2 separate regions of the Bombyx mori genome follow, and region 1 is linked to region 2. A link is a contact called in public Hi-C data. All regions are on one chromosome and are shown on one strand. The core of a region is the stretch at or near the end of the contact, and the rest is flanking DNA. Distances in the headings are between cores, read along the strand shown. Region 1 overlaps LOC101744693 (IQ motif and SEC7 domain-containing protein 1). Region 2 overlaps LOC101745417 (plastin-2).

Region 1 (4,210 bases), core at 417-2,916, 380 kb after region 2:
GAAGACCTGTATGATTTTTTTTTTATTTGCTGTGTTTAGTTATATAATAATTAAATGCCTTATTTTTAACAACATATAAGTTTAGGGGCATCCGCTACAAGACGTCGCTAGTTTCTATACAAAAAAATATTTGTCTTAAAGTATCGCAGTTTTAAGGACCTGGTCAGGCAAACAATGCGTCTCGATTCCACTCGAGCAATGACATCTCGACTCTGCCGAAGCACGCCACTCGAAGTGAGCCGACGTTCGTCTAGTAGTTGCGGCTACCACCCACTAGATGGCGCGCTTTCGTTTCGTTTGCCGTATCCGGATGCGACATAATATAGATGATATCAATATTTTAATTACGATTTCATCTTGCGCGTTCTTAAGACCAAACGACTTCAGTATTCATCATTGATGACGACACCTTATGGAAGGAATGGAAGGATTTGAAGGTATTATAGCACCAAGCACATACGTCAGGTGACGCGCGATAACTTTCAACAAAATGACGCAAACCAAACTGATAGATATCCAAATCGTAAAACTGTAAGCTAAATCTAATTACTTCATCGACCGTCTCTGCGATAATCGTAACTCATGGACATTGGCAATACCAAAGACATTAAATTTAAAATAACGCTTCTAAGAATTATTCCTTACCCGGCGACCGTTGTTCCGTGGGATGTCTCGGTGAAGTGGCGTGTAATGCGTTCCTGCTTCCCTGCTGGAAGGAGACGGACATGCCGCTGTCCAGGGACCCCACCGACCCGCGCCGCTGGAGTCGCTCCGCTGCAAGAGCCACTGCAATTAAGCAAACTAATACATTGGAATATGGGGCGGTTTTTTGATTCTATTTACTATGCAAACTTACCTACCATTCCAGTAAATTGGCTTTTTTTTAAATTGCCCTTGTAGGCAGATGAACATACGGCTTACCTGATGGTGAGTGGTTACCGTCACTCATGGCCGTCAGCAAAGCCGAGGGCAGAAAAAAGCCGCTATCTACCGTTCACGTAAAAGAAACGTACTGTCTCTGTTATTAACAAAGTTTCCTCTGAGAAGACTTTATAGAACTAAATACTAATATGAATTTACTGATAATTTGAGTGCACTTATTATGTGTGTTGGTGGATGACGAAAAATAGACTAAGGAAATCACCGGTGCATGGACATGTTTTTTAAATTGCTTATATGATTGGACGAGCTCACAGCCCACCTGGTGTTAGGTGGTTTCTGGAGCGCATAAACATCTACAACGTAAATACGCCACCCACCTTGAGATATGAGTTCTAAGGTCTCAGTATAGTTACAACGGCTGCCCCACCCTTCATTAGAAAAATTGATACCCGCCAGCGGGATTCGAAGGCCGGTGCATCGCTAGATCGCTAGAATGCACCGGACGTCTTATCCTTTAGGCCACGACGACTTCAAAATTTCGACTTCGACTTCGATTCGATTCGATTTCGACTTCATATTTCAATTTGAGGCGGCATTCCCGTTCTGATGTCTCAAATAACAGTCTGATTGTTCTGATATGAGGTGGAAGTTCAAAGGACATATGGGTCTATATACTTACCCGGGTCATTGATATCGACTAGAGAGTTGCTGAGCACGTTCCGTTTGATGATGCTGGTGGGCGGTGGGTTCGAGGAGAGCCTGGAGGGGGCTGCTGGTGCTGGACACGAGGGCGGAGGAGGAACCACCACGCTGGAAACAACCAAAGACAATGCACATCACTTCCTAGTATGTATACTAGATGGCGCTGATCATGATATTATACTTTTACATACAATGCCCGGTAGCTATCAGAGCGAGTAAATTATGAATTAATCTGGCATATTTTGAATTAATTTTGAATTATTTGAATTATTGCAAAAAATCTAAAATGTATCCAGCTTTAAAACTCCTTCTTCTATAAGATTCTAAACACAACTTGTGCTATGCAAATTAGGAAAAAAACTTACAACCATAACCCAGATGTTACTTATAATAAGAACGGAATTGACATAATATATTGAAACTAGAGACGCTCGGGCAGCTGTTAGCAAATCACACCCCTCCTGGCTGAGCCTTTGCTCGCCTTCCTGTCCTGGTGTAACTGGAAAGGTCTCCAGTAATCCTTCAGTCCTAAGAAAACAAAAAAAAACATACCCGTGCATGTGGACGTGGTCGACGCACTGCTGGTGATCGATTTCAACATCAGCCACGCCGCTGTCTCGGTTTTCCATCACTGTTACGAACATATAAACAAACAAACTGTTAGTATAACGCGCTTTTTGGCGGGAATGCGAGCAGCGTAGTTGTGTGAATTGTTTTATTTTATTGAAGTAAAACTTCTTTAAGCACGCTTGACTTGGGGAGTAAGCTGGTGAATGCGTATCGAGAGCGTTACGAAAAGTGTGATCGGGCGACGCGAACAGAAGTTGAGACGGAGATATAAGTTAGTGAAGAAAAAGAGTGAGAGAGTTACGTTTCGTATTATCTGAGACATAGTTGACCTATTGACTATATTACACTATAAGTGCTATCAAAAATCTTAATTTATCAATGAAAACCCATAATAAATTTAAGTATTAGTAGAAAAATAATATAATTATGTAGTATGCAATATATTATACACATAGATATACATCTAGATGGAGCTAAATAAATTTTTACTTCAATCCTAAACACACACTCTTTTTATAATTTAGAGTTGCTTTACCACCACCCTGCCTATTTCTGCTGTGAAACAGTAGTGCGTTTCGGTTTGAAGGCTCTGACAACCGTTGTATTGTAAAAACTGAGATTTAGAACTCATGTCTCAAAGTGGGTGGTGACTAAATTTACATTGTTGATGTTTATGGGCTCTAAGTTACCATTGGCAATATAACTTGACGTTTACGTCTCAGTTGTTTAGTGACTACATATGCTACAATTTTCGCGGGTTTCATTTTGATTACAAAATGCTATTCTTTCATCGTTGAAGTAATTCGTGAAGATTTCCTTAGAATAAGTAGTATATTGGTACTCTTCAATTGGAGCTCGGCCACCGATCTAAGCAATAAGAAAAAAAACCTGCCTGCGGGATTCGAGCATCGGCCCAGTCACATCCCTCGATACTAGTACACCGGGCGTCTTAACCTTTAGGCCACGACGACTTCAAGTGTGTATCATCATTCTCCTGTCCTTCTTCCAGTCACCTGGGGTCGGCGCAACATGTTTTTTCTTACCATACTCCTCTATCATATACCATTTCTTCTCAAGTATAGTTACAGCGGCTGCCCCACCCTTCAAGCCGAAACGCATTACTGCTTCACGGCAGAAATAGGCAGGGCGGTGGTACCTACCCGCGCGGACTCACAAGAGGTCCTACCACCAGTGAATAGGCAGGGCGGTGGTACCTAGAAGTACCTATTACCTAGAGTATGTATGTAAGCTCAATAAATGTCTCAGAACAGCTCTCTTACCGTTCCTGGCGTTGTTCCCGGTGTTCCTTCCCTTCCCCCTGTTGAGTTCGCCCTCGATCCTCATGGCCTCCATCTCGTCCATCTCGGCGATACTCTCGCGAAGGTCCTCCGCGAACTTGCAGCGGTCGTGCTCGTTGCGAGCGTTAAACGTAGACAAGCGACGGTTGTCGACTCGACGAGACAAACGTATGCCGAACGGGTAATCTGAAAGTTGATAAACGTTAGACAAATCGATATATAAATAAATAAAATGGTTATTTGTTTATTGCGATCACAATGTGAATGAGCACCCCCCCCCTCCCCCTTGAGGCACGAGGTCCATGTCCCAAATGTATATGACGGAGAAAAGCTGACGTCATTCTCTTTATCATTATCATTGCCTTCCATAGCGACAGTCATTAAGACTCACTTTTCCAATGAATTCCAGTTATTGCATCTAGCGTGTATAACGATACAAACAGAGAGCTCCGCCTCAGTCGGCTGCTCGAGTCGTAATATTTTGTGCGACAATAGTCACTCGTATTAATAGTAGAAAGTGGGGGTAGCTTAGTCATTAATTCGTTTGACCGTCTTAGACAGCTGTTGACATGCGTAACATTAATGACTCGTATAAAACTCTTCAACAAGATGAACGGAAACCATAATTGGTGTTTGACTTTATTTATAGGTTTATGAAGGTAGGTAGGTATAAATGTTTTTTTTTAAACAATCTTACAAAAATAAAATTGTATCAAAGAGAACGTTTCGTCGTGGTGTTTGTTATAGTGAATTTTAGT
Region 2 (4,470 bases), core at 1,351-3,850:
AAAACACATGTGTAAAAAAAAAAAAATTGATTCGTACTCATTTTTTTATATGGTTAGTAATTGCCAGGCTTGCGTCACACCCGGATAATGTAAATAAATGCATATTTATTGATCGCTCAATGAAACACCAACCTACAGTGATCGTAATGTACAAAGTAAAGTTTTTTTAGAAGCAATAATCTAATGGTTTTGTAAATATAAATGCGTTTTTATTGTTGCTCCTGTAAATATCGAATCAAGAATCATTACAATTTGCCCGTTTTCTTTTATTTTATTGTAAATGTTAGATGCAAACCAATTTTTTTTTGTAATAGTTTTTGCTCGTCCATCATCAATGTATCTATAAATTTAGATATAATTATGATCTCAATATAAATAATTTATAATTATTCTCTAAATTCAATTGATTGTTTCAAATTGGTTTGTATCGTTTTTAGTCTCAATTACGAATGCAATATGTTTACGGGGTCGTTACTGCCGCCCTTATTGATTCAATAAAATCATCACAGTTTAATTCTAATGTTTTTCATTTCAATGTCTATTTACAGTCCATAAAAATTTACAATCTATAAAATGTATTATGTGTAGTGTATTAATTAATCAATGAGACGATTATTTGTTTTCATTTGTAATTCGTTTTGACACGTCCTTACGGATGCATCAGATCCAATAACTCTTGCATTAGACGCCTTCAGCTCTAATAATAGGACCAGGCTTAGGGCCCCGGTAGGTACTCGTCGAATACTGCAGAGTTCCTAGCCTAAATGGAACTTAACCCATGCATCAGCCCGCTATGTTTCTCGCCCGGATCTTCTCAGCGGGTCGCAATTCTGATCCGTTAGTAGATTCATTTGTTAAGCAGCTGCTCTTGAGTTGTTGGTCTTCTTCCGAGGCGCTCGGGCGGCTGTTCTCAAGTCCCACCCCTATTGGCTGAGCCTTTGCTCGCCCATCTGTCCTGGTGAAACTGGAAAGGCCTCGGGGCCACCAGTAATGATAATAATAATATAACTCTTTACTTAATACCACATGTACACAGTAAGCATATAAAACAAATAATAGACGGTGACATAAATTGGCGGCCTTATCGCTGAAAGCGATCTCTTCCAGGCAACCTTGCAGCGAGAGGAATAAGCAAACTGGACGGTGCTTTATCTTAATAAACTTACATAAAAATATATACTTATACACATGTGAAAAATAAACACAATATAAGATAGACTTACATACGATTAAATACAAATAAATACTAAAAATATGTAAGTTAATACAAAATAAGTAGCAACTTAGTGCATAAAATAAGTAGCAACAAGTAGTAAGGGCTCAATAATAAATAAAAAACCTCGTTTGGATAACGCAATATGTTTGCACCGATTTTCCGAAAAACAATACCAATGAATACCTCTATAATCAAAATAAAGTTTACTTAGAAAACGGGATATACCTTAGGTTACTTAAAAAATTGTAACATTGTTTTTTATTGTAAGAGCATAACATAACAGTCTGAGGTATCTTTAATGACTAGAGGTCTCGCAGTAGTCGAAATTCGACTATAATTAATTGGAATTGTAAGTCTGTACACTATTGTGATTGTATTTTATACTTCTTTAATCATAAATTTCGCCAAGGCTACTCTATAAAAAATATTAATAAAGACAAACAATATTTAATCTATTCTCAATTTGACAACAGACGTCAAGAACAAAACTTTGACAATAAATAGTATGCCTGCGTGTGTGCGTCAAATACATGGTATGTAGTGTGTGTAATGTTTTTTTATTGATTTAATATATTTTTTACGCACTATTTTAAAAAAAATATTATCATTGTGTACTTCTTCTCTATATGCTCTATAAGTGTGGGAAATTTCATACTTCTCCGTCCGCGCAATTTTCGTAAAAAGGGATACAAAGTTTTTGCTTCACGTATTAATATATAGATATGTAAATTGTACGGATAATTTGTTGGATGTATTGAGAGTACAGATGAGGTACCACCGATCAACTTCTCTGCCGCGAAATAAACATGCGTTCCGTTTTGAAAGATAGGGCAGGCAGCCACTGTACATTAACGAGATATCGTCCTTATGTCATATCAAAAGACCACTTAACATCAGGTGGGCTATGAGCTCGTCCACCCGTCTAAGCAGTAAATAAAAAAGGCGTATTTAAAAAAACTACATTAAATAAATTATTAATATTTTATTAATATTTATTATTTAATAAATAAAAAATTGGATCTTAAATATATCATTATAAAATTTTACAAAAATAAAATTAAAAAAATATGAAATGAATACTGCACCTAAAAACGAAATATTTTCAGCCCCGTTAGTCATTAAAAACAGCAGTCTGCAGACCTTTCTAAACATAAATAAAAGAAATGAAATACGGAATGTTTGACCTTTCATTTGCAGCCACCTTATTAACCTAGTCGCCGTTGTGTCTAATTAATCGACTCCTCAGAATTAGATCTAGGCAGTGGCGATAAATTATCAGGCTTTGGAGGCGGCTCTGGTTTCTCAGCAGTCGGCATACCCCAGCCCGAATCCTCCACCAGTTGGTACATCTCTGTAGTCTCTACTGTTTCGGTAATTACAGCATCATCACTGGATCTAAAATCACACAAGATTCGGTTTAAGTATCCAGGTCCCCCAGATTGTGCTGGTATGATGCTGTGCAACTGGCGGGAGACGATGTAACGAAAGATGAGCAGATTTCGATTCCAAATCAATTTCATCCGCTTCCGAATAATGCATTTAAGTAGAATTAATATAATCTTTACCAACTTGATATATTGGTTAGTAAATATATGCTGTTAAACTTACAATAATCATTAAATCGAATTGATTTGTCTAGGTAATAAAGGTAATAAAATATTTGCATATAGAAAAAAATTCATTTCCAATTCCATATTATTTTTAATAGTTAGCTCCATTTTTAAAATTGTAATTTTTTTTTTAATCTGCTCTATTCTATATATCTATTATCAGTCGCTTAGACGTGGAGAATTTACAGTCGCTAAATAGTTTTAGTGCGAAAAGGAGAAATGAAAAGATGCGAAATACGAAATCGGTTTTTATTTTATTTGTTTACATTTTCGTCTAAACATTCCAGACAAGTAGCAAGTATCACTAGATCCAGCGTTGTTAGTTAATTTCAGTTTATAAACAAAATTATTCTTAGCATAATGATCATCATAGATAAAAAAAAAACTAAAATTCTAAAATCGTTTTAAAAATCCTTAAATAATAAAACTAACAAAATAAAAAATTTACATTTAAAAAAAAATAATAGCAAATAATATAATCGTTGTTTCCCCTGAGGAATGTAAAATCTAATAAAAAATATGAAATACATTCTGCAATACAATTAATATGTAGGCAATTTTTAATTAAATGGAGTTTAATGTTTTTTTTTTTTTTTTCATAATTATAAAATACAAATGCCAATAAAGGAATGCAGAGTAAACAAGGAATGTAAATAAAGTTATGAAAAAGAAAAGAGGCACGACGCAATTGTCTACAAATCTTTTGTTCGTAGTCAATTTGTAGACAATTGACATTGTAAGTATATGACATTAAAATACGTAACTACAAAAATGTATATAAAACGTACAGACACGTACGATTACGCAGTTCCGTTGTACATAACAATACAAACACCCATGTAATATCACATAATCAATTCCACACACACACATGATTGCCAACTCCCAATGTTTTTATAAGCAATATTCATAAATAAAATACGTATTACACTTTCGAATAATTAATTATAAAATGAAAGTTGATCTAAAATACACAAAAACTGCATTATATTGAGTTTATGTCTTTTTGTCATTTTAATAAAATGGTGCATTTTTTTACTTAGCACATTTCCGTTGGCACGGGCAGCACGAGTGTCCTTACAAATCCAATTAAAAAAAATGAGAAAAAAATACATTATATCGTAAAAAAAGATTCGTTGTAAAAAATGTATAAAAGTTGACAAGTAATTAATACTAATTTATTTTATAAGCACTAAAATTCCTTCATTTTTAATATTTAAAAGTATTTTTTTAAAGTACCGTGAATGCAATAGCTATTCGCTTTTTAACGAGTTATATTTAGTTTATTTTAGGCCGCGATCATTCATTACGGAATTACAAAAATTAGAAAAACGCTTGTATATTAAGTATTTTCAGGCAGTTTTATAAAACGCTGAAGTTTTAAAATGATAACTTATAAAAGAGAGAAATTATACAATATATTGTTCGTAAAACTACATTTAGTTACAAACATGGCTGCTTATTGTTTAACTTTATTTATATAGTTGAAAGGCCAAGTAAAAAAACAAAAAAACTGAAAGTTAATATATCAATTAAACATATTATATTATATAAACTTTAATAAGTTATGTTTCGATGCCTCCAATGAACACTACGCTAACTCCAAATTCGTAGATTTACAGGAGGAGCGTTTAAACGAAAAAA

The links. Hi-C and Micro-C count contacts between places; a contact is called where the count stands out from the background.
Region 1: a contact with region 2 is called in a Hi-C map of posterior silk gland, with 3 times the contacts expected there. The contact joins two enhancer-like sites. A contact is called at or near these places in 2 of 7 Hi-C or Micro-C datasets (middle silk gland and posterior silk gland).

What each region holds. Positions count from the first base shown.
Region 1 is chr27:6,174,520-6,178,729 of ASM3026992v2, forward strand. LOC101744693 (IQ motif and SEC7 domain-containing protein 1) reads right to left here. Exons shown (of 23, transcript XM_021346151.3): 19 at 3,435-3,638; 20 at 2,137-2,215; 21 at 1,562-1,692; 22 at 646-786. Among protein-coding and RNA genes, the nearest start is that of Mir3410, 5.4 kb to the left of the region's middle. Within about 2 kb of position 1,667, at least 1 of the 8 cell types and tissues checked has open chromatin away from gene starts, as enhancers often do.
Region 2 is chr27:5,792,276-5,796,745 of ASM3026992v2, forward strand. It overlaps LOC101745417 (plastin-2), which reads right to left. Exons shown (of 15, transcript XM_004923454.5): 15 at 2,184-2,611. The coding sequence ends at 2,443. All of the region lies in intron 1 of LOC134201541 (a long non-coding RNA gene), which reads left to right. It overlaps LOC101736790 (transmembrane and coiled-coil domains protein 2), which reads left to right. Exons shown (of 16, transcript XM_062676505.1): 16 at 1-514. Among protein-coding and RNA genes, the nearest start is that of LOC134201542, 32 kb to the right of the region's middle. Within about 2 kb of position 2,601, at least 3 of the 8 cell types and tissues checked have open chromatin away from gene starts, as enhancers often do.